2 separate regions of the Sus scrofa genome follow, and region 2 is linked to region 1. The links are chromatin contacts, called in public targeted proximity ligation maps. All regions are on one chromosome and are shown on one strand. The core of a region is the stretch at or near the end of the contact, and the rest is flanking DNA. Distances in the headings are between cores, read along the strand shown.

The links.
Region 2: a contact with region 1 is called in a targeted proximity ligation map of skeletal muscle. A contact is called at or near these places in 7 of 47 Hi-C or Micro-C datasets (embryonic fibroblasts, fetal skeletal muscle, heart right ventricle and 2 more) and 1 of 2 datasets of targeted methods (skeletal muscle).

What each region holds. Positions count from the first base shown.
Region 1 is chr3:38,071,897-38,075,491 of Sscrofa11.1, reverse strand. It overlaps SRL (sarcalumenin), which reads right to left and starts at 2,113. Exons shown (of 6, transcript XM_021086705.1): 1 at 1,857-2,113. The coding sequence starts at 1,917.
Region 2 is chr3:38,186,118-38,189,440 of Sscrofa11.1, reverse strand. The region is part of intron 3 of ADCY9 (adenylate cyclase type 9); the gene reads right to left. Among named protein-coding and RNA genes, the nearest start is that of ADCY9, 71 kb to the right of the region's middle.

The DNA.
Region 1 (3,595 bases), core at 864-3,363:
TCCCCGAGATGAAGCGAAGGACCCCAGTGGTTACAAAGGACTGGGGTGGATGGGGGGGCTGTGGAACGCATCACACCCCCACTCCCACCCCCGTCCAGAGGGCCGTGGCCCGGGAAGCAGGAAGCGGACTGGAGAGAGAAGGCTGTCTGCTGCTTGGGGGCGGGGATGGAAGTAGAAACGAGAAGCAGTGGGGTGGGAAGTCCAGGACCAAAGCTGCTGCCTGGAGACACAGTGGCATCACTGGTGGCACATTCTAGGGGAAAACCAACCAATAGGAAGGACTGTGATTATGGGGGTGGAGGCAAGTCGCAATTACGGCTGGAACCCTGGGAGGCGCAGGAGGAGGCTGTCTGCACTGGAGGGGCTATACGACCTACCCCCGACCCACCCCCAGGGAAGAAGCCACCTGCGTGAGCAGGGGCGAGAAGGGCAGGAGCCTTGCACACCAGTGGACAGCCCGTCCCCGGAAGCCAGGCCAGGGGCACACAGGGTCCAGGAGGGAAAGCGCCTGCAGAGAGAGGAGCTTTGCACCAAGCACCCGCCTGCCTCCTTTCCCAACAGCAAGATCCCCCAGGGAGGCCTGTAGAACCTTCCAGAAGTCCAGTTCCCTTGCTGGGAGGAAAGATAAAGGATGCCCCTAAAAGGCTAAAAGTTCCTGGAGCTGCCTGGAAGCCAAGGAGGTGGCAGCTGGGGCTGGGCGGAGCAGGGGAGGGGTGGCCAGGGGGAGAGGGTGGCAGTGGCCCCTGGGCTCAGGATCCAATTACGTGGCTGTTTCCATACTTAGCCACCTGACAGCCGCTTGGAATCCTCGCAGCCCCGGCTGCTGCAGCCCCACGGAGCCCAAATTAACTCAAGGGCAGACAAGGGCAGGGCCCAGCGGCACATGCGAGGCCGGAGCCCCCTGCCTGGGTATCTGACCCCTGAGGGCACGGCTTCTGCTCCTGCCAGACCTCCTGGCTGAGTCTGGGACCTCAAGAAACAGAACCTCAAAAGCCCCATGATCCCCCGTGCAAATGAAGCCTGCAGTCATGGAAAGGCAAAGTGGGGGTCCCAGGTTTCCGGGGATCCCCAGAGCACCCCTGAAGCACCCCTAAGGGGAACTCAGCCCCAGAAGTCTCAGAAACAGAGGTGGCAAAGCGCTCCGGTACCCCCTCCACACCTATAAATAACCCCCACGCTGTAACCAGAGCCACCTCCGCTGCACAAAGTGCTGAGACGTCAAGGAAAAGCCTCAGCCTGCAGACCCCGGCCCTTTCCAGCGAAGCCCCCAGCCTAGCACAGCTGCCCTGCAGGACTGGCACCCAGCCCTCCCCGGCAGGGAGTCCAAGTCGGGCTCCAGCCCGATCCCCAGCGCTTCTTTCCCACCTTGTCCCAAACTGACCCCCATGCTGTCCTAGTGCTCCTGAGCCATGGCCCCCTCCCCACTCATGCAAAGCCAGGCCCCAGCCCGCTCTCCACCAGGTGGGAGGGTCACCTCAACAGCCTCCAGGGGCCACTCCACCTCCGAGATCGGGGTCATCTGTCCAGCCAGGAGGCTCCGGTCTTGACTTTCAGGGTCCTCTTCCACAACATCCAGTAGCCAGCCCTTCTCCCCGACCCCTGGCTGCACCTCTTGGCTCACTGGCTTCAACCCGTCTGGCCTCCCCACGAGCCCCTGACGGCTCTCAGGCCCCTCTGCACCCAGGGCTTCCTGGGTGAGACCAGCTGGGAGCAAGGTCTGCTGTCTGCCCCAGGAGTCACGGAGGGTCACCCTCCAGCTCACGCCCAACCCCCTGCCCCCCGCCCCACGGTAAACGTAAAACCTCAGGGCACGCGGGGGTCGCCGTCTGGCCCGGCTGACGGGGTGAGAGTCGTACCTGCTTGTCCTGGGAGCAGGAGCGAGGCCATGAAGCAGCAGAGCAGGACCAGCGCCCTCATGGTGACTGCCAAGAGAGCCCAGCTGCTCCTCGCCTCTATTTATAGGGCGGGTGGCAGCGCGGGGGTGGGGGTGGTGTGGAGAAGGGTCACACAGTCACTAGGGCAACTGGGCGGACGTGGGATGGCGAAGCAGCGCAGACCCCGGCAGGCTCGCCCTGCCAGGGCGGCGCCAGCTGCCACCCCCGAAGGCAGGGCCCCCCCGGCAGGATTCTCTCCCCCAGCAGCCCCGGGGTCATGTGACAGGGGTCACAGGGCGCGGAGCAGCGGAGAAGAAGCGGGGCGTCCTTTGGCCCAGGTCTCAGAGTCAGGAACTGAATCTTCCCAGGATCTGCAGTAACTTGATCCGAAGACTGGGCCATCGGCAACCTTCACACGCCTCAGTTCTGTGAACCAAGGGCCCACCTGCCAGCCACCGGCACCGTGGTAGCCCCTCCCCAAGGGTCAGGAGGTCAGGAGGGTAGAGCCCGCCCCGCATGACCTCTGAGGTCAATGGCAAGGAGCATCACCTTCCCGGGCCTCGGAGAGGGGAAATGAGAGCGAGGAGGGACATGCGAGGAGGGACATGCGACGGGGCGAGTTAAGCCAGCGAGCGCAGGACGAGCTCCTTCCCGAGGTGCCTGTGCAAGGGGCTCTTTGATGCAATTTTTCTGGAGGGCACGTGACACCCCCGAAAGCCAGCTCTCCAGGCGGGGCGGCCGAGCGAGCTCTGGCTGATCTGGCTGGAGAGGGTGTCCCTGGAGGGTGGTAGTCGGCCTCGGAGGGCAGGGCGAAAGGCAGAGAGGCGTCTTCCGTGTGCTTTACCTTGAAAACAGTTTAATGACTCCAGCAAACAGCCCATTCAAAGTGTAAAACTCCATGAGCGGGTTAAGGATCCAGGGTCCTCACTGCTGCGGCTCAGGTCCCTGCTGTGGCGCAGGTTGGATCCCTGGCCTGGGACTTTCACAGAAGTGGCCAAAAAAAAAAAAAAAAAAAAAAGGTGGAGTTCCCGTCGTGGCGCAGTGGTTAACGAATCAGACTAGGAACAATGAGGTTTGTGGGTTCAGTCCCTGCCCTTGCTCAGTGGGTTAACAATCCGGCATTGCCGTGAGCTGTGGTGTAGGTTGCAGACATGGCTCAGATCCCACGTTGCTGTGGCTCTGGTGTAGGCTGGGGGCTACAGCTCCGATTCGACCCCTAGCCTGGGAACCTCCATATGCCGAGGGAGCAGCCCAAGAAATGGCAAAAAGACAAAAAAAAAAAAAAAAAAAAAAGTGACCGCCTCGATACATGTTGACGTGCAGATCTACACAACCACAATCAAGACAGATGCCTCACTCCCCAGCATTCCCCTCATCCCTTCCCACCTACACCTACACCTGCCGTGGCAACCAAACAGCTGCTGTCACTACACATTAGTCGGCATTTCCTAGATTTCGATAAAAATGGAATCATACCATGTGGGTTTTGTTTTTTTTTTATGTGGCTTCAAACCAGTTGTTCCCTGAACAACCTTAGGCTAGCTACTTAACCTCTCTCGAACGAAGAGCTCATCTCTCTAAACTCAAGTTGAAAACAGGACCTACGACATACAAGTGTTAGGAGGACGACATCAAACAAGCCAAGGAAAGCACGTGACACCGGACCTGGTACGTGAGCCAGGGCACACCAGCCACACTGGAGGTGAGCCTCACACGAGAGA
Region 2 (3,323 bases), core at 436-2,935, 110 kb before region 1:
AGAGGCTCATTGTGAGGTGATTAAAATGTTCTAAGATTAAAATGATCTACCTGGAGGTACCACCGCACACCGGCCAGAATGGCCGTCATTAAAAAGACTACAAATAACAAATGCTGGAGAGGGTGTGGAAAAAAGGAAACCCTTCTACACTGTTGGTGGAGATGTTAAGTTGGTACAACCACGATGGAAAACAGTAGAGAGGTTCCTCAGAAAACTAAAAATAGACTTGACATATGATCTAGCAATCCTACTCCTGGACATATATCCAAACAAAACTATAATTTAAAAAGATACATGCACCTCCAGGTTCACTGTGGCACTATTCACAATAGCCAAGACATGGAAACAACCAAAATGTCCATCGACAGATGAATGGAGAAAGATGTGGTACATACACACAATGGAATACTACTCAGCCATCAAAAAGAACACAATAATGCCATTCACAGCAACACGGACGCAACTAGAGATTACCACACAAAACGAAGTAAGTAGGAAAGAGAAAGTACCATATGATAACACTTATATATGGAATCTAAAATATGACACAGGAGTTCCCATCATGGCTCAGCCGTTAACAAATCCGACTAGGAGCCATGAGGTTACAGGTTCGATCCCTGGCCTTGCTCAGTGGGTTAAGGATCCAGCGTTACCGTGAGCTGTGGTGTAGGTTGCAGACATGGCTCGGATCCTGCGTTGCTGTGGCTGTGTTGTAGGCCGGCAGCTACAGCTCCAATTGGACCCCTAGCCTGGGAACCTCCATACGCTGTGAGTACGGCCCAATAAAGCAAAAATAAATAAACAAAATATGACACAAATGAACTATCTACAAAACAGGAACACATCCATGGACAAAGAGAACAGGTTTGTGCTGGCCAAGGGGGAGAGAGTTGGGAGAGGAATGGAGTGGGAGGTTGGGGTTAGCAGATGTAAGCTATTATACATAGAGCGGACAAACAACAGGGTCCTACTGAAAGACCTCTATGCAGTGTCCTACAATAAACCATAATGGAAAAGAATATTTTAAAAGGGATGCATATATATATATATATATGTATGTATGTACAACTGAACCACCTTGCTGTGCGGGAGAAACCAACACACCATTGTAAATCGACTACACTTGAATGTTTAAAAAAACACTGATTGTGGTGATGGTGGCACATATCTATGCATATGCTAAAAATCACTTAAAATCATCCACTCCAAAGAGAACCTTGTTCATATTCTTTGTTCAAGAAAGTTCCACACACCACGAGCAATGTTGTCGAAAGAAACAGAAACCTTAGTGCAAACTGGAACCCCTCCAGAGGAGTGTATGGAATTGGAAATTTAATAGCTACTAAATAAAGTAACATCATGACTAGAGCTATGAAAGCAAACATTTCCATTTGAACTTCAAATGGCAGAGGGACAAAGTGGCTATCTTAGAATCACCAGCTCTGAACGTGTTCATAAATCACAATTTCTTTCGGGAGCCAGAAAGAACAGAGAGTTAATTAAGTGATTCCAGCTGAGAAAGGCACCATGGAATGTGTATTAGAGGCCATACAAGTCCTTTGAAATGTTTTGTTTGCATGGTAGTTCTAAAAGTTTTTAACCTCCTGCAATTACTGACACACTGAGTCAGTCGCTTTAGCTGGTAGAAAACATATGACTCCACAGGCTGTGAATAACAGTTTCTCTAAGGGAAGCTACAGTTTCACAAGCTGGGCCTTTGTTGAGGTGAAACTCTCTCCGGGGTCGGATGACAAACGTACCCAGTGTCAACACCGTCTTTCAGGACAAAGTGGAGTGTTTGTCCTGCTGACTTTGCTTCGCCAGTCATGCAAATCACAGAAAATGTTATATTACTTTCCATGAGCCCCTTTGCTATTTATAAGAGAGGATAAGAAAACCATTCAAACCTCATAAATCCTTTATAATTAAATCCTGGGTTTCCATTTATCATTGGTGACTTCTAGTTTCTAATGAGGAGGTCAAAGGCAGACGCTTTCCACTGTCTACCTTAATTTGGGGGCTACGAAAGTCACACTAACTCTACAGAAAATACACAGGACCCTGGCTCACTAACCAGGCAGCCGGCAGCTCCAGGAACACACTTCCAGGAGCAAGTGAGTCTTTTGTTAATGGAATAAGCGCTAAGAACATTATTAATCCGGTGTTTGTTCTGTTCTACTCGTGAAAAACTTGCCAACACAAGTGAAATTCATTCTCTTAGAAACTAACCTTCCAATCGCTCTCCAAAATAATGTTCAAACGGGAACTGAAGCACATTTTTAAAAAACGTAATCACTTCACATTTTTCTCCAACCCTTTCGAAAGAATTTCTCGAACTTTCAAAATCAAATGGGGTTCCTCTAATGATACCCTGGCTTGATACAACAAATGTGGTCCCAAAAAACCGTGTGTAAATTATACTTCTGTAACCCAGTCTTATTTACTCATATTTAAAGGAAGTAAAGAATCCCTTAAAACCTTAAGAATCTCACCATGCCCTGCAATTTAGCGGTTCTGTAAATCTGAGTTTCCATATGCTAAATTTATCTAAATGAGGGTTCACCGTTTAAACAAGGGATGAGGAAGAAACCAGTCCTTCGTATGAAGAACGTGGCCGACGTTCCAGTCACCGAAACTCGGCTATTCTGAGAGGATGGTGGGGAAGCGAGAGCACATCTCCTTCAAACTTTATGTTTTACAAACAGGAGGAAACTGAGGACCCTAGAGATTAAAACAGTGTCCCCAAAGTGCCTAATTAGTGAGTGGAAAAAACATCTTAAAATGAAAAGCTAATCTATCCAACAAATTTCCTTTTGCAAATAAGATGGTTCTAATAAAAGCACTCTTCTTTCAGAAACATCCCCCTCCCCTGGTTTTAGACAGCTCACTCATAAAACAAAAATTAACATTAATGACCCTAAGAAGCACTTTCTTGTGGGGAAAAGAACTCATTTATGCAGCTACAGAATGCAATGCAATCCACACTTGGAATGTTAACACTTAATAAAGGGCAAAACGAATGAAATCCATGTGCAATAGCCTCCTTCACTTAAAATGCTGAAGCCTTAATGGGACAGTGCATGTTGAAACCCATAAACAAGACAATAAACCACCTGCATGCAGGTTTTCTTCCAGTCTACAAACTATGTGGTAAAAAAAAAAAAAAAAAAACCAAAGTTATTATTTCCTACACAATTCAAACACAGATATAAATGGACCAAAAGCTGCTTTCAATAGCATATTTTTCTTTGAAAGGAAAAAAAAAAAAAAAAGAAGAAGAAGAAGTGAACAGAATTTAAGAGCATTACATAAAAATCCTGGAA